Regions from separate parts of the Mus musculus genome. Here all the other regions are linked to region 1. The links are chromatin contacts, called in public promoter capture Hi-C maps. All regions are on one chromosome and are shown on one strand. The core of a region is the stretch at or near the end of the contact, and the rest is flanking DNA. Distances in the headings are between cores, read along the strand shown. Region 1 holds the start of Trp53rka (transformation related protein 53 regulating kinase A). Region 2 holds the start of Ywhab (tyrosine 3-monooxygenase/tryptophan 5-monooxygenase activation protein, beta polypeptide). Region 3 holds the start of Stk4 (serine/threonine kinase 4). Region 4 holds the start of Cse1l (chromosome segregation 1-like (S. cerevisiae)). Region 5 holds the start of Prex1 (phosphatidylinositol-3,4,5-trisphosphate-dependent Rac exchange factor 1). Region 6 holds the start of Rbpjl (recombination signal binding protein for immunoglobulin kappa J region-like). Region 7 holds the start of Sys1 (SYS1 Golgi-localized integral membrane protein homolog (S. cerevisiae)).

The links. Promoter capture Hi-C pulls out the DNA fragments that hold promoters and counts their contacts.
Region 2: a contact with region 1 is called in a promoter capture Hi-C map of liver, with 4 times the contacts expected there. The contact joins the promoter of Ywhab here to the promoter of Trp53rka in region 1. A contact is called at or near these places in 4 of 39 promoter capture datasets (the C10 cell line, liver and pre-B cells).
Region 3: a promoter capture Hi-C map of liver shows a contact between it and region 1, with 5 times the contacts expected there. The contact joins the promoter of Stk4 here to the promoter of Trp53rka in region 1. A contact is called at or near these places in 3 of 39 promoter capture datasets (hippocampal neurons, liver and pre-B cells).
Region 4: a contact with region 1 is called in a promoter capture Hi-C map of liver, with 2.6 times the contacts expected there. The contact joins the promoter of Cse1l here to the promoter of Trp53rka in region 1. A contact is called at or near these places in 5 of 39 promoter capture datasets (the 3T3-L1 cell line, 3T3-L1-derived adipocytes, liver and 1 more).
Region 5: a contact with region 1 is called in a promoter capture Hi-C map of liver, with 5 times the contacts expected there. The contact joins the promoter of Prex1 here to the promoter of Trp53rka in region 1. A contact is called at or near these places in 3 of 39 promoter capture datasets (the 3T3-L1 cell line, hippocampal neurons and liver).
Region 6: a contact with region 1 is called in a promoter capture Hi-C map of liver, with 4 times the contacts expected there. The contact joins the promoter of Rbpjl here to the promoter of Trp53rka in region 1. A contact is called at or near these places in 3 of 39 promoter capture datasets (the SN4741 cell line and liver), 1 of 484 Hi-C or Micro-C datasets (B cells), 1 of 115 datasets of contacts at active chromatin or transcription factors (pancreatic cancer cells) and 1 of 9 other capture datasets (liver).
Region 7: a promoter capture Hi-C map of liver shows a contact between it and region 1, with 2.8 times the contacts expected there. The contact joins the promoter of Sys1 here to the promoter of Trp53rka in region 1. A contact is called at or near these places in 4 of 39 promoter capture datasets (hematopoietic stem and progenitor cells, hippocampal neurons and liver).

The regions. Positions count from the first base shown.
Region 1 is chr2:165,490,721-165,495,129 of GRCm38.p6, forward strand. It overlaps Trp53rka (transformation related protein 53 regulating kinase A), which reads right to left and starts at 2,594. Exons shown (of 2, transcript NM_001007581.1): 1 at 2,327-2,594; 2 at 1-991. The coding sequence starts at 2,582. The coding sequence ends at 513.
Region 2 is chr2:163,993,304-163,997,712 of GRCm38.p6, forward strand. It overlaps Ywhab (tyrosine 3-monooxygenase/tryptophan 5-monooxygenase activation protein, beta polypeptide), which reads left to right and starts at 1,894. Exons shown (of 6, transcript NM_018753.6): 1 at 1,894-2,062.
Region 3 is chr2:164,071,779-164,076,187 of GRCm38.p6, forward strand. It overlaps Stk4 (serine/threonine kinase 4), which reads left to right and starts at 2,360. Exons shown (of 11, transcript NM_021420.4): 1 at 2,360-2,469. The coding sequence starts at 2,435.
Region 4 is chr2:166,904,197-166,908,605 of GRCm38.p6, forward strand. Cse1l (chromosome segregation 1-like (S. cerevisiae)) reads left to right here and starts at 1,900. Exons shown (of 25, transcript NM_023565.3): 1 at 1,900-1,981. It overlaps Gm31204 (a long non-coding RNA gene), which reads right to left and starts at 3,098. Exons shown (of 3, transcript XR_866966.3): 1 at 1,383-3,098.
Region 5 is chr2:166,711,160-166,715,568 of GRCm38.p6, forward strand. It overlaps Prex1 (phosphatidylinositol-3,4,5-trisphosphate-dependent Rac exchange factor 1), which reads right to left and starts at 2,673. Exons shown (of 40, transcript NM_177782.3): 1 at 2,356-2,673. The coding sequence starts at 2,559. It overlaps Gm46777 (a long non-coding RNA gene), which reads left to right and starts at 2,670. Exons shown (of 3, transcript XR_001783555.2): 1 at 2,670-4,409.
Region 6 is chr2:164,400,767-164,405,175 of GRCm38.p6, forward strand. Rbpjl (recombination signal binding protein for immunoglobulin kappa J region-like) reads left to right here and starts at 2,428. Exons shown (of 12, transcript NM_009036.1): 1 at 2,428-2,552; 2 at 3,693-3,795. The coding sequence starts at 2,531. It overlaps Matn4 (matrilin 4), which reads right to left and starts at 4,052. Exons shown (of 11, transcript NM_013592.4): 1 at 3,725-4,052; 2 at 1,076-1,196; 3 at 1-331. The coding sequence starts at 1,154.
Region 7 is chr2:164,459,152-164,463,560 of GRCm38.p6, forward strand. It overlaps Sys1 (SYS1 Golgi-localized integral membrane protein homolog (S. cerevisiae)), which reads left to right and starts at 1,820. Exons shown (of 4, transcript NM_025575.3): 1 at 1,820-1,969; 2 at 2,142-2,378; 3 at 4,150-4,217. The coding sequence starts at 2,217.

The DNA.
Region 1 (4,409 bases), core at 1,344-3,843:
GAGCACAGTCTTCATACATATAACAAATACCCGACCAGAGTAAAAGGCAGACAAAAAACTGCATCCCAAACTGAGTCCCTGCCTTGTCCTTCCAGGGTGTCTCAGCTCAAGGCTGCCTGCTCTGCATGAGCTCCACAGCCACTGTCTGGGAAAGCTTGGTGATCTGGAACAGCCAGGTCTAGGGCTGGGATGCAGCTCAGTTGGTAGAGTGCTTGACTAGCAAGCCCAAGGCACCAAAGAAACCAGATGTGACAGCACACATCGATACTCCAACGGATACAGGAACACCAGAAGTTCAATGTTATCCTCAACTACATAGTTTGAAGCCAGCCCAGGCTACCCACCCAGCTCTGCCTAGAATAAACCTCATGTACATGAAGCCCCTGAGAACAGTGAGCCATGGATGGTGGTGGCCCAGCACGATCACAGACCACTTAACAACCCATGCTTTGCTGAGGGGTCCAGCCTCGTCTACATCATCCTTCACCGTGAGCCAGTTCACCACAGCTCCACTACCCGACCATGGACCGCTTTCGCCCTCTCAGGCGCACCTCATCTAACTTCTTCAGCACTGGACTGGACTTCTGGGTCGAGGCCCCGTAACTCTTCAGAAAGGCTTCAAACACGGTCTCGGTGTGGGGGTGCGTGCTGAGGAAGGCCTTCTCCAGGACATAGAGGTCGACGCCTTTATCTTCCGGCAGTCCTGAGACAAAGCTCAGCCCAAAGTCGATGAGCACGATGTGCAGCTGCGCCAGGGGCCGCCTCAGGAGCATGTTGGAGGTGGTGAGGTCCCCGTGAATGAGGTCTTGGTCGTGCATTCCGGCCAGAACCTGCCCCATCCTCCTGGCCAGGTCCAAGAGGCACTGGGGGTCCTTTTCAGTCTCCATAGTGGATTGGATATAATCCCGAACAGTCACCGAGTCTTCGATTTCTTCCATATATAAGCAGTTAGACGCATAGTCCACAAAGAAGACGACTGGGGCAGCTATCCCTGCAATGGACACACGTGGTTAGGGAACGCATCTTCATGAAGGCCAGCTTCATGCACAGGCAGACAGCTTTGGAACAGGGTTTAGACTACTGTGGAAAATGATACAATTTATCCAGAGCTTGCCCTGTTAAAGCCCTGCAGGACTACGGCCTGAGACCAGGCCAGGGTAAGTCTGGAAGTATCAAGGCTTGCTCCTCCTTTCTCAAGCCACCTGAGGACTGGAATTCATTGCTGCTCCCTAAAAACAAACAAAACAAGAAGCCAGAAGGAAAGCATCCTGCAGTCTGGGCAGTTTCTACCTGACAGTCACCAGGCAAGTGGCTAAGCAGGGTGTCACCTTACAGGCTCATCTGTGCTCTGGAACAGGCAGGTTCAGATCCCTTATTAGGCGTGAAACCTCAAGGTTCCCTTAGCTACTCTATGCCTCAGTCTCCACAACTGTAAAGTGGTAACAAAACCTCCAGTTAACACCAGGAGTCTCTCCTGAATGTCAACCAAGTTCAGAACAGTTTCCTAGAAACTGGGGTACCAAGGTAGCCCCCACCCATGTCTGATAAAACTTACAAAAGGTAAAGGAGAATATATGAACACTTCTTTATAACTCCATTGCCCCTCTAGGGCAGAAAAGCACAGGCCTGTTCACTTCTGCATTTCCCCTGGCTCCTGGCACCTATCAATGTCCTGGCAGTGGGCACCTAAAAACCATTAAAGAGAAAAATAGCAAAGGCTCGGTGGTTCTGGGCCACAGACAGGCTGCCTGGTAGCTGTGGAACCTCAGGCACTTCCCCTCTTTGAGTCTCATTTTCTCTGGAGTAATGTTGTTGTTGTTGTTGTTGTTTTGTGGGGGTGTGGATGTTTTTTAAAGAAAAGAATAACAATTTAATGAAATCAAACATTTACTGAACTATGTCAGCATAAGAACATGTGATGCATATGCCTTCTTTAATGACCACAATATCCCTGAGATTCCGGTGACATACAAGGTAACTGGGCTAGACGACTCGCTGAATGGCTACGAGGGAGACAATGCAGGGAGAATGTGAATCCACAGAGCCCGGCTCCTGCCACCCGCCTGTCAGGACACCTACTGCTTAAGACCACCAAATGGAGAGGGAAGGACGGTAAGCAGAAACAGAGAAATGAGAAACGGAGGGACCCGAGCGCTAAACAAGCCCCGCGAACCAAACAGAATGGCGTCCTGACTGTCGCCTTGAGTCCTTAAGCATTGCCATCTGATCCTGTCCCCTAGAAATCGGAGCCCCGTCTCTCACGTCCCACTGGTCTCCCGCAGCCCTGTCTGTCCCGTCTCCCGGAGCCCCGTCCGGCCCCCCTCACCCGCACGGCGGCAGCGGAGCAGCGCGCGCGCCTCCTGCACTGTCCGCCGCCGGCCGAGCCGCGCCTCCAGCTCCGGGTGCCGGTAGCTCTTCGGGAAGCGGTGCTTCACCACGGCCGCGCGGCCCTGGAAGCGGCCACGGAAGACGCGCGCCTCGGCGCCCTGCTGCACCAGCTCTAGGCCGCTCAGGAAGAGGCGGCTCCGCTCGCGCGCAGCGGCCAGCGCCTCGGCCTCCGCCTCCGAGGACGTGCCAGCCATGCCTCCGACTCCTTCCGACCCTGACCGCGCCGCTTCCGCTCGCTTCGGAAATCCTCCGGCCTCTTCCGCCATTAACACCGCCCCACACAACACACTTCACCCTGCTAGTTTGGTTCCGCCTCGCGACCTTTCCGCGCTCAGCGGAGCCTCTAGGACCTGTAGACTTGGCCCTTCCCTGTCTGTCTTCGTGAGCGCTCAGCAACTTTAGGCCAACAGCTTCTCACTCTTCATCACGGTGATGCTCCGGCTTTGGGACCTTTTTTTTTTTTTTTTTTTTTTTGAGACAGAGTCTCACGGTGTAGCTCAGATTAGCTTTGAACTCGTGTCCCACTTCAGTCTATGGAAACATGCTCTAAGCCGGGAAGGAGGCAGGGACTAGGCGAAGCTTTCTATCCGGAGACGCCACCTGATGCCTGGCACCAGCCTGTCAGCAGCCAGCACCATCCCTCTCAGATCCGGTATCTTCAACTACAGAATGAGGCTGCCTGGTTCTGCTAGGGTGAGGGCTTATCAGAATTAAGAGGCTGATTACGCGGTGCCGGTGGACAGGGCTCTCTTCACATGGCCTTTGACCCCCTTGTCCCTGCCCCACGCTCCTTGGGGCTCTGTTGAAAATACAGAAGAGAAGCCCTTGAGTCCCGGGTTGCTATGGCACCAGCATCTTGGCTCTGTGGTCCCTGGGTTTCGTTCATATTCATGGCAGGTCCCTTTTCATAATCAGACCCTTTGTGTGGGCAAAATGTGTTTTCCAGCAAAGCGCACCCAGAACCCGGTTCGTTTATATCCCCCAGTGCTCAAGTCTGTAGCTTCATTATCATAATTGTTTGTGTCCACCCAGCCGTCTCTATGGTAACCAAACCCATCTGAACCCTTGCCTTAGAAATCTAACTGTGCAAAGGTGCTGACCAAAGCCAGGCTTGCTAAGTCAGGCTGAGTTTAGCTCTTTAAAGCGGCTTCAAACCTTTCAGTGTCTCCCTACTGTGCTAAGAAGAAAGACCTAAACCTTAACTGGGCCCATGGACTCCTGCATCCCTTATAAACCCTCCCCTCTCCAGAATCCCCACCCATCCTCCATGATGCTCCCTCGGCACAGAGCCTTTGCACCTGCTATTTCCTCTGCAGGGAAATGTTTGTCCAGCTCCATATCACCTAGAGCTGCAGGTTATTCTCCACTGCAGGGTCACTTCCCCAGACAAGCCCTTCCTAGCCTCTATGAGGAGAGTGAGTTCAACTGTTATCAGCCCTGGTTTTCTACTTTCCAGACCTGTTTCAGATTCCCTTTGGTTTTGGCCGTTCAACTGCTTGATTGATGACCCACCCACCCCCCAACACACTTTACCCTGCTAGAGTGGTTCCCATCACACAGAGCCCCCCACCCTCCTGCTGTGTAGCTACTCACAAGGCAGGGATTGTATTGCTTCCATCTCTCCCTCAGCACCAAAGAGGTGGGTACTGGCCTAGAGTGTCTTAGGGATGGTGCATATGTGTGATCCCAACACTCAGAGGCTGTGCAGTGCTCAGATGCTCAGACAGGAGACTGCAAGCCTGATACTAAGTGAGACTGGGGGGTTGAGGGTAGGGACGTTTAGATTCAAATTTTGACCTTTTAAAAATATTTCATGAGTGTGTGTGTGTGTGAGACTTTTTTTAAACAACCAAATGGGGAAGTGGAATTGACAGTTTCTTGTCTACCTGAGTGCTGAAAAGGTCGTTAGAGATGTGGGTGGAAACCTTAAAGCACTGAATGAGTAAATGAGTTGACTGGAGAGATGAGAGACAGGCTGGTCCACAACTGGCCCCTGTAACTTGGCGGGAGAGCAGGAAGCT
Region 2 (4,409 bases), core at 644-3,143, 1.5 Mb before region 1:
TCCGATATAAAATCCATGATATATATATCCGCTCCAAGCTTCCGAATATATATATATATATTACACAATGCACCCTTTTTTAATGTTTATTTATTTATTATATGTAAGTACACTGTAGCTGTCTTCAGACACACCAGAAGAGGGCATCAGATTTCATTATGGATGGTTATGAGCCACCATGTGGTTGCTGGTATTTGAACTCTGGACCTTCGGAAAAGCAGTCAGCCCTCTTAACCACTGAGCCATCTCGCCAGCCCTACACAATGCACTCTTAATCTCATTCAAGTTAAAAGTTGTTGTACTTGGTTCAGGACTGATGTGGTCTGCATCTAAAGAACAAATGTCTGTACAAAAGACTTGAAAATGACCTTTATACCCTAGAAAGTCTGTGTATACACACCCAATCTGAAGTAGACAGCCACTCCATAGTCCCAGCTACCATATAGAAATGTAGACAGCAGTTTTCTGTCCATAGAAATCTGATTTGTATGGTTCTGAGTTCTATAAGAAAGCAGGCTGAGCAAGGCAGCATCTCTCCTCCATGGCCTCTGCATCCGTTCCTACCTCCAGGTTCCTGCCCTGTTTGAGTTCTTGTCCTGACTTCTTTGGTAATGAATAATTTGGCCGTGTAAGTCAAATAAACCCTTTCCTCCCCAGCATCACAGCAATAGAAACCCTAGCTAAGACAGCAGCTAACTCAAAGTGTTTATTCATTCTGGAACAGTACATTGGGAGGATGGGGAGTTATATAAATGAACTGGGGTGCTGATAATGGGTAAGGACAGAGCTCTGATTGTCTCGCCCAGGGAACTATTAAGTCGGAGCCATCAGCGATGGGTTTCAAAGCAGCGGACACAGAATGACATTGAAAAGATCATTTGGTACTTGATGGGGGCAGGGCTGGAGAGTCAAGCGGTGAATTTGAAGTCTGTCATTAAGCTAAGTGAGGGTAAAAGGAGAAATGACAAAGGCCTATTACTTTGTTCTTTCTCTAAAAACTGTAAGCTTCAAGACGCAAGTCTTGCTGTACTCCCCAGCACTCTGAAAATTGCCACACGGAATTTGTGGGAAATGAACGAAGGCGTGGTGGTGGAGGTATTTTGAAGGGCTAGACTTAAGGGTCAACAGGCTTGAGTGAAGTAGTAATAAAATTTAGGTAACACTGAAAGCCGTTTGGGGATCCCAGGGTTCTGTCTCTGACGATTTCCCTTTGAAGGATACTTGGGGACCAGGGAATCTCAACGAAGAACTGATGTACACTGGTTTTTTTGTTTTGTTTTTCTGTTTTTATTAAGACCTTGGAAATGTTCTGTTCCTGGTACTTCATGAAGCGTCCTTGGTCTAGGAAAAGAACAGTAAGTACCTTTTAGGACTGAAAGGTGAACTAACTGAAAATGGAGGGCTGTCTGTTCTCCTTTAGTTACAAGCATTCCCTTAACGCACAGCTAAAAGCACTGCTAGGCTCTCCGACCCCGTGAGAATTATTTTCAGGGTTGGGTAGGAACAGACGATCCTAGGCTCAACCAAGACCGCTCCAAGCTTCCGAACCCTGCCCTCCCGGAGCCCGCCCTGTTCTCACACATCCCAGCCCTGGGGCGGCCACCTCGGCCCCGCCCTCTCTTCTTCCTCCTTTTCCTGCTCCCCCGCCCCACTTCCTTTCCCTGCGTCCGCCCCCTCCTCGCTCCCACCCAGGCTCTGCGTCCTCCCACGACCGCTCCCTCTTGGTCCTCCCTGACATCCCCTCCTCCTGGCTATCACCGCCCTTTTCAGGAGGACGGAGCAACCCCGTGCCTCATTCACCCAATGAGGAATCGACTCAGGGTGGGGCGGGACTTGGGCTAGAGCGGAAGTGGTGGCCAGAGCGGAAGTGCAGCTGCCGCCGCCGCCACCGCCGCCGCCGATTCCGGAGCCGGGTAGCCGCCGCCGCCACCGCCGCCACTGCCCCTACGGTCGCTGCCACCGCCGCTGCCGCCAGCCCCGCCTGAGGAGTGAGCCCGGGAAGGACGCAGTCGCTGCCCTCTGATCTTCCCGGAAGCGCCTTTGCTCCCTCCAGTCCTCCGCGGTGAGTGCGGCGTGGCTCCCAGGGGCCCCAGCCCAAAGCCCCTTGTCGGGCTGCGGCCAGGCTCACTGTCGCCGCCAGGCTTACTGCCGCCCCTCCCCGCTTCCGGCCAGGCCTGCGCCTCCGCGGGAAGCCCGGGCTTCTCTCTCGGCGCGCCGTACGGGGTGCGGCCAGGCCTGCGCGGCTGGGGACCGCTGGGCCGCAGGCTCCCCCCCTCCGGCACCATCTCTGCTCGGCGCCGCCCCTGCCTGCTCCCTTCGGGCCCCGAGCCATCCTTCTGGGCCTGTCAACCTCTCTCATTCTTTGTGGCTTTCAAAAATTGAAATGTTAGTCGAAGGCGGGCGAGTTCCCGAGCCGCGACGCCCCTGCCGCACTCCCCTGGATGAGTAAGGGTTTAACCTTGGCGACAGCTGGGGCGAATCCCTCTCCCACTTTGCAGTAAAGCTGTTTCATCATCGCTGGTGTGGGAAACCCAGCTGGACCCGAGATTCCCTGACAGCAGGGTTGAGGTTTGAATTAAGAAATGGATTTATCTGAACCTTTCACTGACTCAAACCGGATTCCCAATGGGGTGGGGGAAGATCAGGCTGAGAATTGAGTCTTTTCTCTTGATATTTGTCGTCTTTTACTGCCAGAATCTCGTGTGTCCATGCCCCAAATTCATCCATACACTTTTTTGTGGCATATATATATATATATGTGTGTGTGTGTGTGTGTGTGTATATGTTATATATTGTTTGAAATTTGTCTAGTAACCTCAGTGTTTGAGGAAGGAGTAGGCAAGATGTGGACCCTTTTTTGCAAGATGAGCGCATCTGGGTCTGTTGCAAATGGAGAACATGCGTGCATCGAGGATTCCAAAGGTGGCAGCGTTGGTGAGAATTTGCCAACCTCTGTAAAAATGCATGGCTCATGTCCTTGCCTTCAGTACATTTTCTCTGGTGAGACTAGATAGCACTGGACTCTTGATTTTACTTGCCTGGTGTGGGAGGTGGAATCTGGCAAGATGTTACAAATCTCTAAAATCCCGGGAGCCGGTGCAGAAAGGTGTAGCGCTTAAGAGAATATGAAAATTACATTTCTCACTGTATCTCAGGTGTTCCTGTGAAACCATACAGACACACAGTTTATGGGACTGAACACGTGCTTACTCAGCATCTCACATCTAGCTGCTGGAAATTTATACGAATATTACTGGGATCTTGGTGGATTTCTCTTGACTGCCTCCAGTGCAATCCATTTCTTTGGGTTGCCCGAGTCTTTTTAAAATTTTTTTATTTTATTTTAAGATCTATGTCCTTAGCATTATATAGCCGGCAGATACTGGTTTGTTTGTTTGTTTGTTTTGTTTGTTTGTTTGTTTTTTTCATCCCCACCCAAGTTAGAATTTTAAGCATGACCTTAGAAATGAAAGGCTGGAAATTCAGTACTAAATGCTAAATTATTTTCTTAGCCTCTGCCTTCTAACTATAAGAAACCATTCACCCATCTTACAGATGAAGTCTTTATAAGAAATGAGGTGATTTGGCCTAAACCTCACACCTACTTACAGACTGAATATTCTCTTTCATCGGTGGCAAGTATTTGTGGACTGTCAGCCCCTGGAGTATGGCTCCTACCCTGTTATCTTCCATTTCCCATCATGCAGTGCTTGGGTTATATTGAAGCCATTTTAGAGCTGGAGCTGTCTGGATCAGGGAGGCAGCCTGTGTGGAAACCAGGCCGAGCACACTCCCTTGATGCTCGGTCCCTAGGCAGAGTCCCCAGAGATTTGGGCTGCTGCAAAAAGTGCATTTTCCCCATTTGGCTGTGGATCCAAAAACAGCTCTGGTTAGGTGACTTTGATTCAGTTCTTCCCTCGATTGTTTTCTGGCTGTGATCTTCCTTCAGGAGTTAATTCATCTCAGCTTCTGAGCCTCCCTGTCTCACCGTTGTCTGAGACCTTCTGTAAACTGTGTTAAGTACAAGCTTTTGGTTTTGTTGTATTTAAATCCCTGACTTCAGTGTTTTCTTTCTCCCTTTCTGATAAGGTGCAGTCTTATTTTTTACACTTGCTATGACAGATGATATGAATGTTCCATGGAGAATATCTAGTAACTCTCATCTGGACTCAACAAATGACAACTGTTTCCCTCTTCCCACCTCTTTTGTTGTGTAGCCCAGCCTAGGCTCAGACTCACTGCCCCAGTCTTCTCCCTTCTGCCTCTTGGATGCTGAACTTACAGGTGTGCACCTCCGTGCTGGGCTAGTAATACAGCTTTTGATGTGTGCTGGCAGAAAATGGAATTAAACTTCTGGGATACAGATATTCTTAATACAAATAAGGTTAATAAACAAATTGAACACGAAT
Region 3 (4,409 bases), core at 1,110-3,609, 1.4 Mb before region 1:
AAAAAAATTGAAGCAACATAATCCAAAGTTGAGGTCTGCAGTTCCACCACTTTGGAGGCCAAGGACAGTATAGCTGAGCTCCTGTTTTAAAACAAAACCAAGAAAACACAATGATGTTATAGGTGATAGGTTATTTCTCCGTTGCCGATGAAATGAGCCAATTTAAACCAGATTATAGTAAAGGCAGGTTTATTGGGAAGCTGCTTTCGGGCAAGTTCACCGGTCCCAAAGGAGGAGGCCAGGGAAGTCGCCATGGGGACGGGGGTGGGGGGGGGCGGGGGGTGGGAGGGGGAAAGAAAGAAAGAAAGAAAGAAAGAAAGAAAGAAAGAAAGAAAGAAGGAGGGCACTTATGCATAGAGAGAAAAGAAGGGCAGACCAAAGTGTCTGGATTATATAGGGAGGAGCCTCTGGGGGAAGGGCAGCCCAGCCTCTGGGCTTAAAGTTCAGGGGTGGGGGCATGGCATGGCAGGTAGGCACTGAGGGATGCTGGGAGAACCTGGAGATTGGGGAAGGCAAACAATAGGAAATACCCCTGTGGAGGCTGTTAAACCTGAGCAGGCCACAGAGAGCCTCTGAGGCAGAGAATCAGCTGAAACCTGAGATGTCGGGATCAGGATTCCAGAAAGCTGGAAAGCGCCTGGCATCTTGTGGACCATAAAACTTATTTAGTGGGTGAATACAGATGGATACAGATGAATACAGTGAATACACATGGATAACACTGGAGCTGGGCTTGGTGGTGGACGCTTTAATCCCGGCACTTAGGAGGTAGAGGCAGGTTGGTTTCTGAATTTGAGGCCAGCCTGGTCTACATAGCATGTTCCAGGCCAGTCAGGGAATATACAGATGCTGCTTCAAACAAATCCCTACAAACAACCCTAAACTAAAAATATACCCACTACGCCCCTAAAAACAGAACGGTGAGGGCTCAGCGACGGAACTTCAGAAATCTGTGAGTTTTATTTTTTTAAAAAGATTTATTGATTTTATGTATGTGAGTACACTGCAGCTGTCTTCAGTCACACGCCAGAAGAGGACATCAGATCCCATTACAGGTTGTGAGCCACCATGTGGTTGCTGGGAATGGAACTCAGAACCTCTTCAAGAGCAGTCAGTGCTCTTAACCACTGAGCCACCCCTCCAGCCCTTGAGCTTTATTTTTGTCAATAACCCTATCGGCTTGAGCTGAGTCTAGACTGTCATTTTGGACTAAATTAGTGGATCTTTCCGTTTTTGGGGGTGTGCCAGGTCCAAAGCGAACCCCCAATTCCTCCCCCAAAAGGGAAGGCTTGTGTTGAATATTGAAAGTGTAAACAAAAGGATTGCTGGTGGACAGACCCGAGTAGTCCTCTGTAACCTGTTGGTTTCTGTCTACCAAAAGGAGTCACTCCTTTATCGTCCTTGCCTTTGGTAAAGGAGACTTAAGCCAAGCTAACCTGCAGGGTCCTTGGTCCCTAGTAACATATATCTGTTATGAGTAGCAAAGCAGCCTGGCCCTCCTTACCTCCTCCACTATGCTCCCAGGCTGTTCCAGATTACAACTTGCACACTCCCCTCCGCAGCAGTTACGCTACAGCAAGGTCCCGACCGGCTCTTCTCCCTCTTCGCTAATTTTTTCTGCCCGGAAGATATAGCCCTGGCCTTGGCCAGTCTGTTTTTTTCTCTCTGCTCAGGAGTCTTCCAGATGCTGTTTGGTCTCATCTACAATAAAACCTCTCCAGTCTTGGAGCAGAGATTTTGATGGTTTCTTGACTGCGCCCTAGTTTACAGAGGGCTTGGGGCTTTTCCCCTTGGCCCTAATATGAACTCACTTCTTTTTCTTTCTCTCTCTCTCTCTCTCTCTCTCTCTATATATATATATATATATAATATATATATATAAATATATATAAATATATATATACACACACACACATATATAAAATATATATATAAATATATATAAATATATATAAATATATATAAATATATATAAATATATATATATACACATATATAAATATATATATACACACATATATAAATATATATATACACACATATATAAATATATATATACATATATATAAATATATATATATATTTATATATATATATTTTAAGAACTCACTTATCAAGCCCGTGCTTTGCTAACAGCCTCCCCATCTGAGAAACTGGAGAACCCTCAAGGAGTCAGGCTTGAAAGTATTCAGTCCAAAGGCAAGTCAAGGAGAGGGTGTCGCTGACACTCGGGCCACTAGAGGCCGCCCGAGAGGCACCTCTTCGGCTTTCTGACTTCTGTATCCGCCCGCCACTGTGCCACGTGACTCCCGCCGCTCCGCCCAGCCTCCTCTCGCTTCCGGTAGGGGCGGAAAGCGGAAGTGTGGGAGGGTTCGCGGGGCGGGCTCCGGGAGGATGGAGCATTGAGGCAGTCTGGGCGGCTGCCGGCAGCGCCATGGAGACCGTGCAGCTGAGGAACCCACCGCGCAGGTGAGGGGCCGTAGGCTGAGAGGCAAGAGAGTTGGGTGAGGAGAGAAGGCGCGAGCTTGCTGAGGGTAGACCCCGGCGTGCGAGCTCGGGCCGGGAGGAGAGGGACCCGCGAGGCTGGTGACCGGGCTGCAGTAGCACCTGCCGAGAGAGGAGGGAGCGTCCGCTGGCCCGGGCAGAAGTGGTTTTGCTTAGAGAGAGCACTCTCTGGGCAACGTGCGGACAAGTTAGGGGAGACCCCAGCAGAGGCCGGGGAAGGCGCCCCAAGAAGGGACCCGAGGATGTAGGGGCGAATGCTGAGGCCGGGTGAGCGAGGACTTAACCCTGTTGCTTCGCTTTCGAGGCAGAAGTCGTTAGAAACATTGATTGGAGGTCCCATGGCTAAGTAAGGGGTGGAGCGGGGATTTTGGGTCCTGGTGGTTCTGTCCCAAGTCATTGCTCCTAACTGCCTTACTGTGTCAGTACCAACGTTTCACGGTTCTAGTAATGGAGAAAGGGTTATGGGGGGCTAGAGTTTCCAAGGGGCTTCAGGGTGTCCGCCCCATGTAGGATGATGTATTAGTAGTGATGGCGGTAATGGCTTTTATTACTGAGTTCATGAGTGACTGCCTACTTTTTTTCAAATCGTCCTCAGCCTTCCAACACCCAAAGTTGGGACGTTGATAAAGAACAAACAAACAAACAAACAAACACCAACCCGGGAGTGGGTAATCTGAGGTCCAATAAATAGAGTTTAGACACAGTAGGCTCAGCCAGACTTTGTCCTGTTCAAATTCTGTTTCGATACTCTCTTGGCTCTAGATTCTAGAAGTATCTAGAGTTGTTTTGGGTCAAGATGAACTGACTGCTGTTGTGCTGGACCACTCCCCGTCTCACCTGGAGAAAAAAAGCCTAGAGCCTGAGGGAGTCGTGCTTCTCTCAGACACAGCTAAAAACTTGGGTTTCACAGAGAAGACATTTGACTTCCTGCAGCAGAATGAGCACTAAAATAGGAAGTGTTCAGAGTAAGGGAGTGCCGGGCACCGGAGAGGTGGTGTGTGTGTGTGTGTGTGTGTGTGTGTGTGTGTGTGTGTGTGTGAAAGCCTGGGCAGCACTCTTAGGGGAGGCAGGGTCTGTTGGAAGTACACAAACATGGAATCAAACAAACAGCTTGTTGAGATGGGCTCAGGTTTGACTTAGTGTGGTGTGCTGAGGCACTCAAAGGAGTACTTATTAATTACAGCCAGAGAATGCTGCAGGGCGGCAGGCACTGTTTCATTGCTTTCCAGCTTGCCTGTTCAGCCATAGGAAATTGCTGGTGTTTTGAACTTGTAAACATGGTACACCTTACTGGCGCAGCTAGCCTTCGCAACTATCATATAAGGAGGATATCCCTGTATCCTTAGTGTAAAGAGGATAAAGCCAGGGCACAGAGAGGCAGGCCACTTGTTAGCTGCTCCATAGTTAGAGGCACAGTTGGGGTGTTAACATCTGGTGATCTAGTCTTAAAATCCTTGCGCTTAGCTTTTTTACTCTGATGTCTCTCTGGAAGTTACCTGTTACATTGGGTCTTTCTTTGTATATACGCATCTTAGCAGATTGTTCCTGTATGTACGGAATCAGTAACCACTAGGCCAGTTATTCTTCCATTCCTTTCCCCCAAAACCTTCATTTAACTAATAGTTTTGTTCTCTCTCTCTCTCTCTCTCTCTCTCTCTCTCTCTCTCTCTCTCTCTCTCCTCCAGAGACAGGGTTTCTCTGTATAGCCCTGGCTGTCCTGGAACTCACTCTATAGACCAGGCTGGCTTCGAACTCAGAAATCCACCTGTCTCTGCCTCCCAAGTGCTGGGATCAAAGGCGTGCGCCACCACTGCCAGACCACCATTTGGATTGTAAGAACTGTAGTAAAGCGCGAGAGAAGAGTGTGGCAGGGCCGAGTCCTTGGAGGATTGGTGCTGCCTTAT
Region 4 (4,409 bases), core at 650-3,149, 1.4 Mb after region 1:
TGGTGGCAGTGGCACATCTTTAATCCCAACATTTGGGAGATGGAGTCAACCAGATCTCTGTGAGTTCGAGACCAGCCTAGTCTACAGCTCTGTCTTCCAGGACAGCGACAGCTACACAGAAAAACCCTGTCTCGAGAAGTCATAAGCAAACCAAACCAATCAAACAAAAAACCCCAGAACATCTTTACTGAGCAGCTGGGGTGTGCTGAGTGTTGGAGGCACGGCTATAAAGAAGAGCAGTAAGACTTAAGCTCTTGTGTAGAAGAAACACAAGAAACTCACACGCCTTGCAGACAGCATGAGGAGGAGGGCTGAGGGTAGAAGCACTTGCTGCCAAGACTGAGGGCCAGGGTTCAATCCCTGGGACCCACAAGCTGGTGAGACCTGACCTCACACAGCTACCATGGCACCCACGCACCCCTCCTGTTACATAAATTAACTCAGGATGATAGAATGAAGTCAAGCCAACCAGGTAAGATACAGAAAACCCAGTTTAGGGCTGGCGAGATGGCTCAGTGGTTAAGAGCACCGGCTGCTCTTCTGAAGGTCCTGAGTTCAAATCCCAGCAACCACATGGTGGCTCACAACCATCCGTAATGAAATCTGATGCCCTCTTCTGGAGTGTCTGAAGACAGCTACAGTGTACTTACATATAACAAATAAATAAATCTTAAAAAAAAAAACAGTTTAATGAGAACCTTACATAAACAATGCATGCTTTTGAGGGTAAGCGTTCCCATGAAGTATCGATTATGAAAATGAGTGTTTGTGACCTGGAATTCATGGCAAGCTAGGCAGCCTGTCCTTTACTGGCTAAAACGCAAAGTGAGCCAGCTACTCCTGGACCCAGAGACAGGAAGGAACACATATCAGTGCAGTAAAGTGGGGTAAGCTTGTAGCAGAGAGGAACAGAGAAGGCAAGCTAAGCTGGCTTCTTCAGCCCGGTCTTACTACAGAACACTAGGCTTCAGTCTTGATCAAAAACCTGCTTCTAGACCTTCACCTTTCTTTGCTTGCGAGGCGTACAGTCACACAACTGTCTCCTGGCTTTTGAAAAGATAAGATTTCTCTTGTTCAAGGGTCAAATGAACATCCCAGTTACCTTTAAGTTGCCACCAACTACATCGTCGTCTGAAAAAAAAAATTTTTTTTTGAGAAAGGATCTCACTGTGTAGCTATGCCTGGCCTCTGTGTAGACCATGCTGGGCTTAAATAAATGGCGATTGTCTTGCTTCTGCCTCCCAAGTGCCAAGTGGTAACAAGCATGAGCCATCGCCTTCAGCTTCTGAAATCATGTGTGTGTGAGTGAATGAATGTGGGTGTCTTCATCCATTGCTCTCTTAGTTTTCAAGGCTGGATCTCTTATGGAAACAGAAGCTCACCAATTAGCTAGACAGGCCGGCCAGTAAGCCCCAGCGATCTTCCTGTGTCTGCCTCCCCAGGTACGGAATTGTAGTCAGGCTGGCTTTTATGTGGGTGCTGGGGATTCGAACTCCCGTCTTCTTCCTTGCGCAGCTATCACTTGCTTAACCAAGCGTGCTATCCCCTAGCTTGAAATTCTTACTCATTCGTTTATTCTATTTGTCCTAGAACAGACGCTCTGCTCTGTCCCTTCGCTCAGGCGTGAACGAGCACGTTCCATCCAACAGTTAGAAGCCACTAGGAGCCACTCGCAGAACCTGCTAGGGTCTGAGGAAAGAAACCCAAAACAGAAGCCTGCGTCAAAAGGCACGGTCTCTTGTGACGTCACCGCAGACCCGAGCAATGGTTCCGATTGGCCCTCGCAGCCGGGGTGGGGCCAAAGCATTCCTGGCTCCACCCCGCGTCCCGGTCTCACTCGCACATGCGCAGTGGCCGCCACCTTAGCCGCCGCGCCATTTTGCCAGGGTTTGAATGTGAGGCGGAGCAGCGGCTGGAGTGGGGTAGTGTCGGCTGCAGCTCTCGCTTGGGATTCCCTCCTCGGTCTCGGCGTCCCCACGAGGTGAGGCATGGAGCGAGCAGGGTGGCCGCGGGGACGCGGCTGAGGGAGGGGCCGATCGCTGGGAGGTGGATCTGGGCCTCAGCCCGAGGACGCGCGCCTGGTCTTCCCCGCACGCCGCCTCTGGGTCGGGCCTGACCGCTCCGGGAAGCTGGGGCAGCTTGGGGCTCGGCCTCACGCGAGCTTCTCGAGCTCCCGCCCCTTCCCTTCCAGCGTTGCTGGGATTGGTCGCGCCGCCGCGTAGGCGTCCGCGGATTGGTCAAGCCCGCGCGTCCGTTCTCGGCGCGCCGGGGCCCGCAGCGTGAGCGCTGTTCCGCGCCGAGGCCTGACCTGGCCGAGCCGGTCTGGGTCCCTGGTTCTAAAAGAGGCCGGAGATCGCCCACTCTGACTTCGCGGGGCTTTGGCCTCCGCCAGAGTGGACTTGGCCCTCGGGTTTCAGCTGGCTGTGACGTTCGTGTCCCTAGGACCTAAGGAACCTACAGGCGAATGGTGTTCCCCTGCCTGGGGCTCGCCGGCTTTCCAGTTAGATAATCTGTCCCCACGCACACTCCGTCTTTCCCTAGGAGTGTAATTCAGAGCTAGTCCTTGCCTCTCTACGAATTTCCTAGTTTTTAAATAATTAGGTGATGCTGGGCGTGGAAACCGTGCTCCCTCACGTGTTGAACAATCTCTTCCACTGAAATGGCATTTTTACCCTCTCCTCAAACTTACGATTCTTCACTTGCATATTCGGTTAAGTGGCTTGAAGGTTCCGCTGACTGCAGGCTGTGTTTCCCAGAGGGCTCGCCTGAACTGCTGACCATGGCCATTCGTCTCTCCATAAGCACTGTCGCCTCCATGACCGGCTCTTTTAAGTATTCATAGTCCCGTCCTGTATGCTAAGTCCCCAGCTTTCGTGATGTTAGAAGCAGCTGACCTCAGATCTTGGCGGGGCTGCCTCCCTCCCTGCCTTTCAAGTTCCCTTCTTAGGGAGGAGTTCTCAGTTCTCACTGCGATGGCCACATCACCCACGTTTATGTGTCCTGTAGCATTGACCTTATATGTAGTAACTACTGCTTGTTTCTCACGGTTCTCATCTGCTCTGAGTTATCTTTAAGGATAACTTTTTATTGCTGGGTCCCATGTATGAGAGCCACATGGTGAATGCTCTGTTATTTTATGAAGACATGGAAGGTATCTGTCTGTCTGTCTATCTATTTATTTTGGATAAAGGGTCTTTCATAGCCCAGGCTAGACTTAGAGCGTTATCTTTCTACAAGTGTAGGCTACCACACTCAACTCTTCTTCACTTTTCCATTTGTGCAAAGGAATTTTCTCCCCTCTGGCTGTTTGGTGTTCTAGTTGGGCTTTGGGAAGCCAGTCTCTAGACAGGAATTGGTTGAGAGAGCAGTGCTTTTAACTGTGGAATTGATTTATTGCCTTATTTGTTTAATATCTCATTCTATGAAACCCTGGGAATATAGTGAAGAATCACAAGTGGACAAGGTGTCTCTCTTTAGGGAGCTCACGTTCTAATTGGAGGAGTCCGTGAGTGAGTTCAGGTATTTCAGGTCGTGACAGAGGTGACAGGTGAAGAGGTGGCGTTTGAGCAGAGACTAACCAGGGAAAGGTGAGGTGAACAAGAAACAAAAACTCAAGGACAGAAACTCACTTGGAATTCGGGGCGTCTTAGGAAAATCCAAGTCAAGTGGTGGGAAGAAGAGCTGGTGCAGGACTTTGTGGCCGTGTAAGTTTGGGTTTGATACAGAGTGGAAGCAGAGAAATGATGTAGGGACTCAGGTTACTGCCCAGACTCCTGTTGTCTTGAAGTGTGCTTAGTAACTGTTCTTTTTTTTTTTTTTTTTTTTTTTTTTTTTTTTGTGGTGTATGGGGGATATAACTCCCCCCTTTTTTTTTTTTTTTTTTTTTTTTTTTGATTTATTTTATTATTATATGTAACTACACTGTAGCTGTCTTCAGACACACCAGAAGAGGGAGTCAGATCTTGTTACGGATGGTTGTGAGCCACCATGTGGTTGCTGGGATTTGAACTCTGGACCTTCGGAAGAACAGTCGGGTGCTCTTACCCACTGAGCCATCTCACCAGCCCCAGTAACTGTTCTTTTAAAAAAGCCAAGGGTAGGGTGAGCAAGATGGATGGATGGAAAGTAACCCTAAGTGACCCCTCCCTGGCCTGACAACTGGGTTCCCTGGGACCCCAGTGCTGGAAGGGGCGAGCTGACTCCTGCACGTTGTCTTCTGACTTTCACACATATGCTGTGGCACATGTGCATATAATAAATGCCTATAGTAAAATCTCGGGGAACAGGAGAGGTGGCTCGGTAGTCAAGAGCATGTATTGGTCTTGCAGAGGACCCAAGGGTGGTTTCCAGTACCTACAGGTGGGCCAGAATTGCCTATACCTCTAGCTCCAGAGAATCTGATGGCCCCT
Region 5 (4,409 bases), core at 1,423-3,922, 1.2 Mb after region 1:
CATTCCCTCCGGGCAGCTCCCTATGACAGCCTCCTCTGTGGGAGCTCAACCTACTACCCTACTCACCTGTAAGATTAATTATCACATAAGGAATAACCCCAGTTGATATTTACATAGCTGACTGCCTGCAGGCACTGCTTAGAGTATTCAAGATAAGTTACACAATCCTATAAAACCAACAGGACAACCTCTAGTCTCCTCTCCCACTTTATAAGGGAATAAAGGCCCAAAGATGTCAAGCCAGCTTGCCTTAAATCACAGAGCCAAAGGCCTCACACCACACAGTCTGGCTCTGAATTTGGAGCTCTGGACCTTGTATTATATTATTTATCTGTCTGGTTGTTTGTTCATTTGTTATTTGTTTATTTATTTTCAGGGGTGCACGTATGCTATGGTGTGGCCTTAGGGATCAAACTCAGGTTCTCAGGTTTAGAGGCAAGTGCCTCGAAAGCTCTCATCCTTCCCACCAGCTCAAGCTCTGGACTTTTTAAAGAACCCATTTTGCCACTGTAAAACTACACTGGCTCCTCCCAGACAGCCAGGAGCCCAGGGAACCCCCTCCAGCCAGGGTGTACAAAAGCTGACAAGTTGGGGTGGGGAGAATCCCAGAAGAGCTGCCCGCTCTTCTGTGCCCTACTGCATGCAGAAAAGCCCGGGTGGTCAGAAGAGCATGCAGCTCCCGGCCAAGCTTCCAGGACTAAGTGGCCTCCCTCGGGTTGCCTGAGGGCCATTCCCTAGTGGCCAGAGGTGGCCTCCAGGGCTCACAGGGCAAGACACACTACTCAGGTTACACAATCAGTCCTCCACTTCTGGCACTGGCTTGGGGACCCAAGTAAGGGCAAGGCAGAAAAGCAGCCTGGGGTCCCCTGCTCTTGTACACGTGGGGAAACCGAGGTCAACACAGGAAGCAACGGTGTCCCAAGACACAATAATGTCTGTCTGGCTCATCTCAGAATGCCCCAGTCACACAACAATGGCTGTCCACAAACGACAGGTGTCCTGGGATGACATGAAAGTCAGAGAAAACTTTTCCCCCCCTGGTTTCTTTAATTCTAAGAATGTGGACTCTAATCAATTTCCATTATCCTAGCGGCCCCGTCTCCGTAGGGACGATTTAAAACCGCAGTCAACCTAGCACAACAGCCAGGGGCACACATGGGGGAGTGGGTTTTGTTTTTTTTCCCCCATTAATATAAAAACTAGTTTAGATTTCCTGTTTCTTTTTAAGGCTGAGCAGCTCAGTCACTGCGAGGGGGAAGTGAGGAGTTCCCTAGAATCTGTCATTGCTCAGCAATGCCAGAGTGGCTGCCTCTTTCATTTAGAAACTGCCAGCTTCAAGCCCTACCCGATTCTCTCTCTCTCTCTCTCTCTCTCTCTCTCTCTCTCTCTCTCTCTCTCTCTCCCCCACCCCCTTCTCAACTGTGAGAGAGGAAGAGATGGGAAAGAAAGCCAACCCTGTCTTATTCTCACAGGCCTTTCCAGAAGGATCCTTGGGCCAAAGGGCTTTCAATGCCTCCACACAGCGTCTTCCCCCCCCCCAACTTCGTACTCCCTCCTCCCTCAGTGGGAACCCCCCCCCCCGACCTCACACAGACTCCCCTGCATCCTTAAGCCATTGAGTGTTTCTTTTTCCCAGATGGAGAGAACTCCAGTGTGATTGGGGGTCTCTTGAAACACACACACACACACACACAAACGCACGCCTTCCTGAAGCAGGGTTAAGACTTCCTCCAACCCAAGAAGGGAGTTAAAGCGGCCCCAGCAGGAGGCACGGAGATTAAAGCCCTCAGGTCTCTAAGACCAGCCCTTCCCACCCCCTCCAGTTTTCTCACTTCCTAGGAGGGTAGGGAAGTGGCCCCTTCCTCATTCTCACTAGAGACACCAGGGCAACTACGTACCGGAGTTTAAAGCCCCCGCAGGGCTGCCCTGGGTCACCGCCCTGCATCCAACCCTACGACGTAGCCTGCAGAACTATCCAGAGCAAGGGACTCAACCTCTCTGGAGCCGAACTCTTCCCTGATCTTAAGGATCAGAAAATATAACCTACTGATGAGCCCGGTAACGGCACAGTCTGCTGATACCAGTGTAAGGTGCGTGGTACACAGACGCACTCGGACGCTGTTTTGCAGTCTAAGGCTTTGACTGTGCAATTCGAGCTGGGGCAAGGCTACGGAGCCCAGGGTCCCCGGTGCAGCTAAGGAGCCCCTACCCGGGCTTCTCCCTACACTGGCCCCCCAGCGGGGCGGCCCCGGGCAGCGGCCGCGCGGATGTAACCATTTCAAACTATGCACAAGGCGGGGAGCCACAGACAAAAGCGCAACGCGGGCCGGCCGGCCACAGGTGGCGGGAGCTCACCGACTGCAGGAAACGCAAGGTGCCCACGTAGTCGCGCTCGGTGCCCAGGATCTCGTTGAGTACGCACAGACGGAGGCGCAGCTGGCGCTCCGAGTCGCGGGCGGCCGCGCACGGCCCGGAGACGGGGCCGCGAGCATCGGGATGCGCACCGTCCCCGCCTGGGTCCCCGCCGCCGTCACCACCACCGCTGCCGGGTGCCTCCATAGCCGCGCGGCGCCCGAACTTCCCGCGCCGAGGTCGCGCCGCGGCTTAGGCGTCCGGGCTCCGCATCCCGGACAGGCGCCGCTCAGCGGGCCCGGGGCAGGCGGAGCGGGGGCGGGACCTGGGCGGGGTCATGGTGTATGGGCGGGGCCTTGGTAGAGAGGGCTGAGCGATGGGCGGGGAAGGAGGCGGGGTCAATCTGCTAGTGGGCGGGGATCTTTGTAGAAAATGGACGGGGTGGGGCGGCACCTCATGCGGAAACTGGGCGGGGACTAATGGAGAATGGACTGAGCTGGGGCGGAGTCTGGTGGGATTGGGCGGGGATTGGGCGGAGCCCCCTCCCGGCTTCCAGGGAGCGTCGGCCAAGAGCCGGTTCGTGCGCGCGCCGCACAGTCAGAGTTTGGGGCTGGAAATGCGTCGCCCCAGACCCCAGTCAGGTCGTGGTTCTGCTGAGTCTGTAGGCCAAGACCCATTCAGCAGTTCTGCAAGAGCAGCTCGCGCCATCCACCCGTAAGGAGTGCCCCGTGGGTGATCTGCTGGAGCCGGATCAGCGACCACCACGCGCATCTCCTGACGCCCGGAAGAGCAGCTCGACGCCCCCACCAACACGGCCGCTCATGCCCTCGGCTTACGGTGACCTTGGAAGAACTCTAGCTGCATCTTTGTCCTTACTTCTGTTTCTCTTTCCGTCGGAGCTCTGCGCCTACTGTCCCAGCGCTCCCCATCCCTAAGCAAAGGTGCCCACTTGGACGAGACCGTTGCAGGAAGCCGCCCTCGTACCCACCAGAGATAAAGCCAAAATGGGAATTTTGCTGCCAGCCGACAGGCTGTTCTGTGTGACCTTGATCTTTCAAACGTTCAGTTAACGTGCTAACCCCCCTTTACCCTCGAGAGGCATTGGGACCCGAGTCAGCCTCTGGGGTTCAGCCCCTCATTGATGACCTTGGTCAGCACCCCCATCCCACCTAAAGCTCCTCCGTTTGCCTCACAGTACAAGGGGAAGAACAGTAACACCTAACTCTTAGGGACCAGCATACGGCTGAGCCATAGTCCCTGGAAAGTGATTTTAACACCCTAGAAAGTCTTATCTTCGTTCTTAATTATTCCTGCCTTTGTCAACTGCCCTCTTGACCGGGCCTCTGAACTGCTTGTTCAATCCCTACCTGCCCCGCCTCAGATCTATTATCTCCTATGGAGTCAGTCCCTGTTTCACAAAATAGCCTCTGTGGAGTGTCATCATTTCTGGGGCAGGAGCACTGTCCTCTATTTACTTCCCTTCAAGATGCCTAGAATAGTTCTCTGGGGCCTTGAAGTAAAACAGTCTTTTGCACAAGGATAGAGGAGAGACTGTGGTAGCTCCTGCTACCCCTGGCCCTGTTCCTTTGGGGCCTAGGGCACCGTGACATTTGATGTGGGCAAGGTATCCTAGGTAAATGGATGTAAAAGGGTGAGCCCATCAGGTATTGGTCATGGAGTGAGTGTTTCCAAAGAATCATTATCTTCTTGTTTCTGAGCTTTCCAGACATAACACTGCTTCTGTCCTTAGATCCAGCACCTTTTTGGGTTTCAGTGGGCCCTGTCTTGAAATCATTACTCGCTAGCTGGTAGCAGTCACGAGCCAGCCAAATCCAGCTGCCTGGGTGACCTTGGCCAAGACACTTCACCTTTCTGAAGCTCCATTTTTTTTTTTTTAATCTGTAAGATGAGAGTCTGAGGGAACAAACCCAGGATTAGTGACATCTAGGGTCAGGTTAGTTCTCCATTGTAAGAGCATAGCAGCACACAGTACCCGGGATGTCCCAGGAGCACCCCGTCCACAGTTGTGAGCCGTCGGTGCCTTCTAAGGTAGCCAG
Region 6 (4,409 bases), core at 1,178-3,677, 1.1 Mb before region 1:
TCCGATGGGCGCGCGCCTTCGGCCTCGCTGAAGGCCACGTTCATAGCGTACTGGATCGCCAGCCCGGTCATGGTGCCCTGCGCCAGCGGCACCACCGCGCGGATGGCTCGTTCCATGTCCTCGCGGCGCGAAAAGGCGCCCAGGGGAAAGACGCTCTGCACTTGACTAGAATACTGGATCACCCCAACGCGCGTGGCGTTCAGACCCACGTCCAGGCTGCGGAGGAGGCCCACTAGGAACTGCCTCATGGTCTCAAACTCGAAGGGGCGCACGCTGCGGGAGCTATCAATCATGAACACCAAATCCAGGGGCCCATTATAGCACCTAGGACCTGCGGGAAGATGGAGGAGGACTCTCACGGGTCAGCTAAAGCTGGTCTCTTAAAAAAAGCCGGAAGACCTGCTGTTATCTGAATGGAACAGTGCCCAGCATGTCTTTAACCTAACAAATTAGCCTTGGATACAGTTACTCATCCATCATTTGAGGAGACCTGAGCCAGGAAATCACACAAGGTTCCCCCACCCCACCCCCGCGCGCGCATGCAGTTCTGGGAGCTGTTCTGAGTCTGTGTTATGTATTGAGGAGTGAACAAAGAGATGTCGCTGTCTCAAATGCCTACATGAGCCAGCCAGACACCATAAATGAATGAACTGATTAGATTATATCTAGAACATCTCATCTCCTGTATCTCTGATAACTTGGATTGTCCCAGCAAGCAGGTCCCTGGTCTGTTTGTTTGGTTGGTTGGTTTTGTTCAAGAAAATTCTCAAATAGGGTTGTTTTTTAATGTGGAGTCTCCTGATTTTTCCATGGTTTCAATAAGCTTCAATAAAAGTCGACACCGAATGAACCCAAAACTATGCCACATACTACAATTGAGGAAACAGCGCCCGCCCGAGGGATGAAGTGGGAGGGATGAAGCCCGAATCCAGCCTGTGTTCTAAAGCCCGCCCCCCCCATACACACACCCATCCTTCCACCAGTGTGCCAACCCCTCCTGGCAACCCTGGCTCACTGTGGATAGAGAACGTTGCTGCTCCCTTCCTCCCATGGTGAGGGCTGGGATCCAACTCACCTGCAGACTGGAGCTGAGTTTCCCAGGACTGCAGGAAGAGCAGCAACAGAGAGAGTGGCCAGCAGCAGGGGCCTCTCATGGTGCTTGGAAGGATGACGAACCACAGTGTCACAGCCTGCAGCTAGAAAAGAAGGTCGCAAAGCAACAGTTTTGACGGTGCTTTTATTGCAGGGGATGAACACTCTGGCTTTGCGTATGTTCAAAATGTTTTGCCAGGCATAGCTGCACACTCGGGAGGCAAAGGCAGGCAGATCTCTGGGAGTTTGAGGACCAGTCTGTTCTTCATAGTGAGTTCCAGGCCACCCAGGGCTACATAGTGAGATTCTTTCTCAAAACAAAACAAAAAGGCTCATGATAATTTTTTGATGTCACCACACTGGGATTGCTGAAACTCACAGAGGAGCCTTTGTAAAAAATGGCATTTTACAGAACTACAGGGCACTAAGTTAATAAGAAGTAGATAAAAATACATAAAACTCAAAAGGAGATAAACGCTTGTATTAAAAAATTATATACATATGTGTGTATATATATATATACACACACACCATATATATGATATATATTACAGATCATACACATCATATATATTATATAGCATACACACCATATATGTGTGTGTGTGTTACATATATATACATGTATATGGTGTGTGCTCACACACTATGGCACACACGTGTGGAGGTCAGGGGGCAATTCGCTGAAGTCCGTTTTCTCCTTCCTCTGTGTGTGTCCCAGAATTAAACAGGACTGAACTCCGGTGGTCAGTCCCGACAGCAAGCACCTTTACCCACTGAGCCATCTTGCCAGTCCCCGAAAGAACCCCTTCCTAAATACCAGATATAGTGCTAAATGTGCTTTTCCGTTGTGGCATTGACCCTCTTTGTAGTTCCGACATTTAAGGCTGTTTTGGTTCGGTTCTCCCTATTCAGAAATAGGCTTTAAGAAATTAAATGCTGCTACCCAACGCCTTATAGCAGGAAAGTGGCTGCGGCCGAGATAGAGTCCTGTCTATCTGGTGTGTGAGTCAGCTAAGGTGCTCCACACTCTCTTCTTCTGCGGACAGAAATCATTCCCCATATTCCCCCAAACCCGTGCCACACGCCAAAGAGCAGCTCTTGGGGTCTGGGTTCTTAGTGGTAGGCCAGAGAGTGGAGTCCTGCACAAGACACGCCTCGGTGTCTGTTTCTCGCCTGCTCTTAGGAGAGGCCGCCAGGGGGCGCCTGCTGGGTCTGGCTTCTACTGCCGTGGGAAGCCTACATCTGCCCAGCAGGTGTCCCTGCCCAGAGCAAACAGGCCGCTGGGAGTCCCGGGACCTTGAAGATAAGGCTTGGACAGGATAAATCCAGTGTGAGGATCGGATCGGGGCTTAGATGTGTGAACGGTATCGAAGTCAGTGGCGGTAGATGTGCCCAGAGGGCAGCAAGAGAGCGGCCTGGGCCTCGATGAGCAGCCATGGACCCCAGGGAGACAACAGGTGAGCCCTCTCCTTCCTGTGTAGCCTAACTAGGTCCCTTGAGAACCACTAAGGGAACACACACACTGTACGGATGGAAAATGTGCTGCCCAATAAGACTACCCAGCTGGGCTCCAGGCACAGAACTAAACCTAGCTCTCACCCCCCTACACCCCACCCCTGTCTCTTCCTCCAGAGAAGCCTGGTTCCCTTGCACCTAAGAATCACTAAGCCTTTCTTCCGTTCCCCACCCCACCCCCACACGGCACACTGAGCCTGCTCTATCCATTTTTCTGTGGTTTCTTGGCAGAGCAGGCCATCGCCCCTTAACCCACGGCTGCCCCTCCCTCAACCCCCCAGTTCCTTGAATGAGCCCATTCTGAGCAAGGCCGGTGCGTGGCTCTGACTCCAGACCAGCTTCCTATCCGAGATTCTTCTCCCTTCTGGCTTTCCAGCGAGGGTAGAAGAACAAAAATCCTTCTGGCAGGGTCTGTGGTGGTAAGGTGACAAGCTAGCTAGATGTGCCAGTGGCTTGATGGTGGAGGTAGGAGGAAAGGCAAGCCTTTTCTAGAGTGGGCCAGAGCGGAGCCAGCACCCCAGGGCAAACATCTGAGTATAGCTCCACCGGGCCTTTGAAACTCAGGGTTGGCTCTTGACTAAGGGCTCCCTTAAGCTCCTCTTGGCTTAAGTCAACACGCACTTGATGTCGCTTGCACCTCAGGACTCTTAGAAAGTCAAAACAGCTGCCCTCTCAATTTCAGCTTTCCAAATCCGCTGTTCCACGGGGGGGGGGGGGGCGGTCTAGGGAGGGCAAAGAGAGTCATCATCGTTCAAAGGCTTGCTTTGAAGTAGTGGCCCATTAGAGTGAGCCCAGGTCTCCTGATAAGGATCCTTGCATTGAAGAGGAAATTTCTCGGACGCCCTTAGGATAGGGAAAGTGCATTCCCAAGGAAAGTGCGCTCCAAAGAGGTCTGAGTTCAAGAGCTAATCCGGAAAGGACACTTTGGGAAGGTGCCAGGCGTGGAGGGAGATTAGGGAAGGAGGACCTGCATTTTGTTGGCCTTGCCAGAGGGGGATCGGAAAAGGTACTGCAGGTTAGACGTGGACACGTAGGCTGTTAAGACTTGTCCCCCTACGGGTTTTACGCTGGCTTCCCTGCAGACCCCTCGTTGCCCCCGGGCCCTTTGACTCACCTGAGCCTGCCGGACAGCTCAGAGGTGCGGCTACAGAGCGACGGGCCCAGCCTCCTGGGGAGTTGGACCAGGTAACGGCGGCGGCGTGGGCAGGTTGCCCTAAGTGGGGAATGCCAGACAGCCAGGGCGAGCCCAAGCGGCAGCTGCATTTAACCTGGAGCGGGAGGGTGGGGAGGGGGAGCGCGGGCTGCGACCCCTCCCACTGGCAGGAGCGTTCTCCCCCTTCCTCTCAACACTCGGGCCCCAGCAAGCACGGCGCCCCTTTTTCCTGCTGCTCTGGGAGCTGCAGGCGCGAGCTGCGGGCCGGAATTGGGCTACAGCTGGAGTCGGGCGGCGACACTCCGGGCAGCCGGAATGCTCTGGAATCCTACACGAGACACTTCCCAGAGGAGAGCCCCAAGAGGCGGAGCGGTCCTGACCGCCGCCTGCCTGGCCTGCCTGGGCTTCCAAGGACGCGCCCGACTCTTGCCCTCCTCTGTCCCTTCCTGGAGTGATGAAAGGCCGAGACTTGGTCCTGCCGTAAAGGTAAAAGGACTCAAAAGGACAGCCTTGGAGTTCCCAGCTCTCTTCAGGGCCCAACTTGCTCATTTCCCAAATAAAGACTCACCACAGACTCTTTTTCATGTGCTCCTTTTAATTGCGCAGGCTTTGAGAGAACCCATCCTCATTTGTCAAACTCTCGGAC
Region 7 (4,409 bases), core at 570-3,069, 1.0 Mb before region 1:
GTCTCGAGAAAACAAGAACCAAAACCTGTTTTGCCATTAACTTTATTTAATTAACTAATTTATTTATTTTAGGTTTTTGATTTTTTTTTTTTCAAGACAGGTTTTTCTCTGTGCAGCTTTGACTGTCCTGGAATTCATGCTGTAGTCCAGGCTGGCTGCAAACTTACAGGGATCCACCTGCCTCTGCCTCCTGAATGCTGGAATTAAAAGTGTGCACCACTACCATCTGGCTAACTTTATGTTTTTAAGAGTGTTTGTTAGCTGGGCAGTGGTGGCGCATGCCTTTAATCCCGGCACTTGGGAGGCAGGGGCAGGTGGATTTCTGAGTTTGCGGCCAGCCTGGTCTACAGAGTGAGTTCCAGGACAGCCAGGGCTACACAGAGAAACCCTGTCTCCAAAAACAAGAACAAAAACAAAAGACAGTATGTTGCCCCTCTTCTCTGACCTTTAGTTTAAACATGTGTATAATGGGAGCAGAGGCCAAAAGAAAAAAAAAAAAGAGCCTGAAAACTCTGTACTAAAGAAAGAAAACACTGAGAATCTAAAATGAAAATAGTCATTTTTTAAAATGTATTATTTCCTTGGGAGTCCTTGGGAATTCCATGTGGGTCTGGAATATAGCAAGTTTCAGACCATCCAGGGCTACATAGTGAGACTGTAAGACCCCTGAAGCTGGGCCTCTGCTCAAGTCCCAGGATGAGTTGGCCAGCACCCCAGTGACCCGAGAGAAAACCACACCTGATGCAAACTGCAAGAGGTTTTATTATTAGGTAGCTGAGGATGAAGTCCCTCTGCTGTGCAGGGGCTGGGAGTTGACCCTGAGCGGTGACAGTAGGGGGCTTTTAACAGCTAGCTGGGGAATTGGGAGGAGTTGGGAGGAGAGTTCTTCTCTTCCGGGTGTCCTTGGTGAAATTTACAAGGCAGGAGTGGGGAGTGAGTTCTTTCTGAATTTTTATCTCCATGTCCTCGGCACAGGAAGGCAGGCATCTCTGGTTGTAAAGTATAGAAACAAAAAGGCTTTTTGCTGGCTATAGAGAACAAAGAGCTTCTTTCTGGCTGTATTTTAGAGATCGGGGGAAACAAGCTTGGGGAACGTCCAGGGGCTTTACCTTCCAGGGAGAAACGCTCTAAGTCGGGGTCCCACGAGACTCTGTCTTTAAAAAAAAAAAAAAAGAAAAGTTCCCTTTTGTTAAATTTAAATTGTTGCCGGGTGTGGTGGCGCATGCCTTTAATCCCAGAACTTGGGAGGCAGAGGCAGGCGGATTTCTGAGTTCGAGGCCAGCCTGGTCTACAGAGTGAGTTCCAGGACAGCCAGATCTACACAGAGAAACCCTGTCTCGAAAAAAAACAAAAAAAAATTTTTTTATATTGTTATCATTGTATTTCTATGAGTGTGATAGTCAGATGATAGCTTACAGGAGGCAGTCAGTTCTTTTCTTCCAACATGTGAGTTCAAGATATAAAATGGTCGTCAGTCTTGGCAGCAAGCATCTAGCCCTCTAACCATCTCACCATTCCTCAGTGAATGCTATTTTATTTTATTTTTTATTTTTTATTTATTTTATTTATTTTATTTTTAAAGTCTAGACCTTCCACCCCTTTCCCTCCTAGGAATGGACCTGCTGGATTTTAAAAATCTCCCTCTAGAGGGCGCGCAAGACCCACGGTTTTGTGCCTCATTTCCGTTTGCCTTCATCCTTCATCTTACGCATGTGCAGAGTTTATTTCCGGGCTGCTCGCAAGGGCCCCTTTGGATGGCGTGTAGGGTTCATCCACTGCGTCTGCGCAATGCCCCTCGGTTGCCGTCCCCGGAAGCTCTCCCTTCCCAGGAAGCCGTGGGCCGCAGCTATTCGGCCTCTCTAGGCCGGCGGGTCCTCCGCTCCATGGTCCTGTCTGTCAGCGCTGTGTCAGGAGGCCAGTGCCGAGGTCCGGTCGCGCTCCGACGCTTCGACCCTCGAGCCGGTCGCGGGTGAGTGAACCCGGGAGGAGCCCGGCGGTCGGAACGGGTGGGTCCGCCCGCCCCGCCTCTCCCACCCGGGAATGGGCTTGCTCCCGGGTCCCAGGCCCTCCTCCCTCCCTCCCGCGCCGTTACCAAGGCGACGGCCGGCCCGCCGGCTGCAGCTCCCTGTGTCTTCCCGCAGGTATCCCGGCGGCCGCGGGACGATGGCGTGGTGGCACTGACAGGCGCGGGCGGCTGCCGAGCCCCGCGGGCCGGCATGGCGGGCCAGTTCCGCAGCTACGTGTGGGACCCGTTGCTAATCCTGTCGCAGATCGTACTCATGCAGACCGTCTACTATGGCTCTCTGGGCCTGTGGCTGGCGCTGGTGGACGCGCTGGTGCGCAGCAGCCCGTCCCTGGACCAGATGTTCGACGCGGAGGTAAGCTTAGCGGAAAGGAGTGGGGTTTTGTGGTGGGGCACCGCCGAGCTCTAAATCCGGCTGGGCCAAGTTCTCATTTTGTGGACACTTTTTTTTTTTAAGAAGGGATTTCAGTGTGCGCTCCCCGCGCGACCCCGGTGCCCATCTGTAAAACGGAACGACGAGAACAGGGAAGGAGATAGAGTCTAGGAAGCAAAGTAGTGATCTACAAAGTTCACGCTCAGGAACTGCGCGTTCGAGATACAAACAAGCAAAATCTCATAGGGTTTTAAAGAACCTTACAGTGTTGTGTTGGCTGCCTATGCGCTTAGCCTCGTAGCCAGCTCCGCAGCTTGTGGCTAGAGGTTGAACACACATGGCAGATACTACAGTCAACAGACTTGTGTCCCGGGCAAACATGATGTCTCTTTCTTGAAACCCTCTAGAAAAATGACTTCCTTTCTCCCAGCTGAGCTTGTCAGGAGCCACAGTAAGAAGAGGGATAGACAAAAGGGCATCCGTAATGATGAAGTGGAAACTGTTAAGACTTGGTGTCAGATAGGTCCCTTTAAATTCCTCTCTGCCCTGTGACTTGGGCAAATGTTTCCTCTCCCGTCTGCAATATCACACTGTTGGTACGAGGTGGTGAACTGTTCAAAGAGCCTGCTGTGCTTAGGGTCCAATCTAGCTGAGAGAACTTGAAGAGTTGTTTTGCCTTTCCAATCCCTTTTATCCTCTGCAAAGTGAGCAGGATAATCCTGTCATGTTACCTATAGTAAAATGTTAAAAGGCCCAGAGGGGTTTAAGAATAAGAAAATGCTTCGTGCCGGGTGTGGTGGCACACGCCTTTAATCCCAGCACTCGGGAGGTAGAGGCAGGTGGATTTCTGAGTTTGAGGCCAGCCTTGTCTATACAAAAGTGAGTTCCAGGACAGCAAGGGTAACACAGAGAAACCCTGTCTCAAAAAAAAAAAAAAAAAAAAAACCAAAATGCTTTGTGAGGTATAGTGGAAGCCTAAGAGGTTGCTAAGAGGAGAGACAGTGATAGTTGATATGAACAAAGTTCTTGGTTCGGGAGACCTGGGATGGAGTCCTTGTGTTTGCTACTGTTGTTTGCATTGGCCTTTGGGTAACTAATTCTGTGGAAAGAGACACTAGGAGCTTTGTGAGATCATGGATGTCAAAGGCCTTTGCAAGCTGAAGTATGGCACAGGTATTTAGTATTTGGTAGTACTCTGTCAACAATAAGTATCTCAAACATAGCAGATGCTGAGTAGTGGCACCTTGTGGGTGACTCCATCCTTCTTGTAAGGGCCAATGGGAATCAGGCTTTGTTGCAGAGTGGCCTGATGTCCACAGCCTGAGTTCAGCCGACGGCTTTGGAAGGATGAGATACTAACGGGCTTTTGGTCATGGTTATTCAACTCTGCCCCTACAGTGTAAAAGCAATCCTAAACAATATGTCAGAAAATACTGTGAACTGTGTTTCTGTGAAGCAGAAGCCTGACCTGTGGAGCCACAGTTTGCTAAGGAGATTTCCTAGACTTGATTCTTGCTGTCTAGACAAGCTATTGCCTCAGGCAACTTCCCTAAACTCTTGCATCTTTTGTAAATGGAGAATAGTAGTCTCTCCCCATATACCATGAGGTTCAAATGAGATCCGAGTGGATGCGTGTGAAGAGAGCATGGTGTCTCCTGTCCTCTGAGAAGAGTGCTCGTGCCATCGGCTCTGTGCTGGGATCCTGGCTGTGCAAAGCCACCTCTAGCATGTCCCCTTTGTGATTCCCCTTCAGATCCTGGGCTTCTCCACCCCTCCAGGCCGGCTCTCAATGATGTCCTTCGTCCTCAACGCCCTCACCTGGTGAGTATCACCAGCTCTACTATCTGTCTTTCGGGGTCTAACTTCCTAAACTTAAGCATGAGGCAGGCTGGCACTTCTTCTTGGGAGTAGTAAGATGGGTCAAGAGTGTGTTTCTGTGGCCTGGCCCCGTCATGGTCTCCATTGTTGTTCTGAATTAAGTACAAAGCTCAGCTGTCACTGTATGTGCCTGAT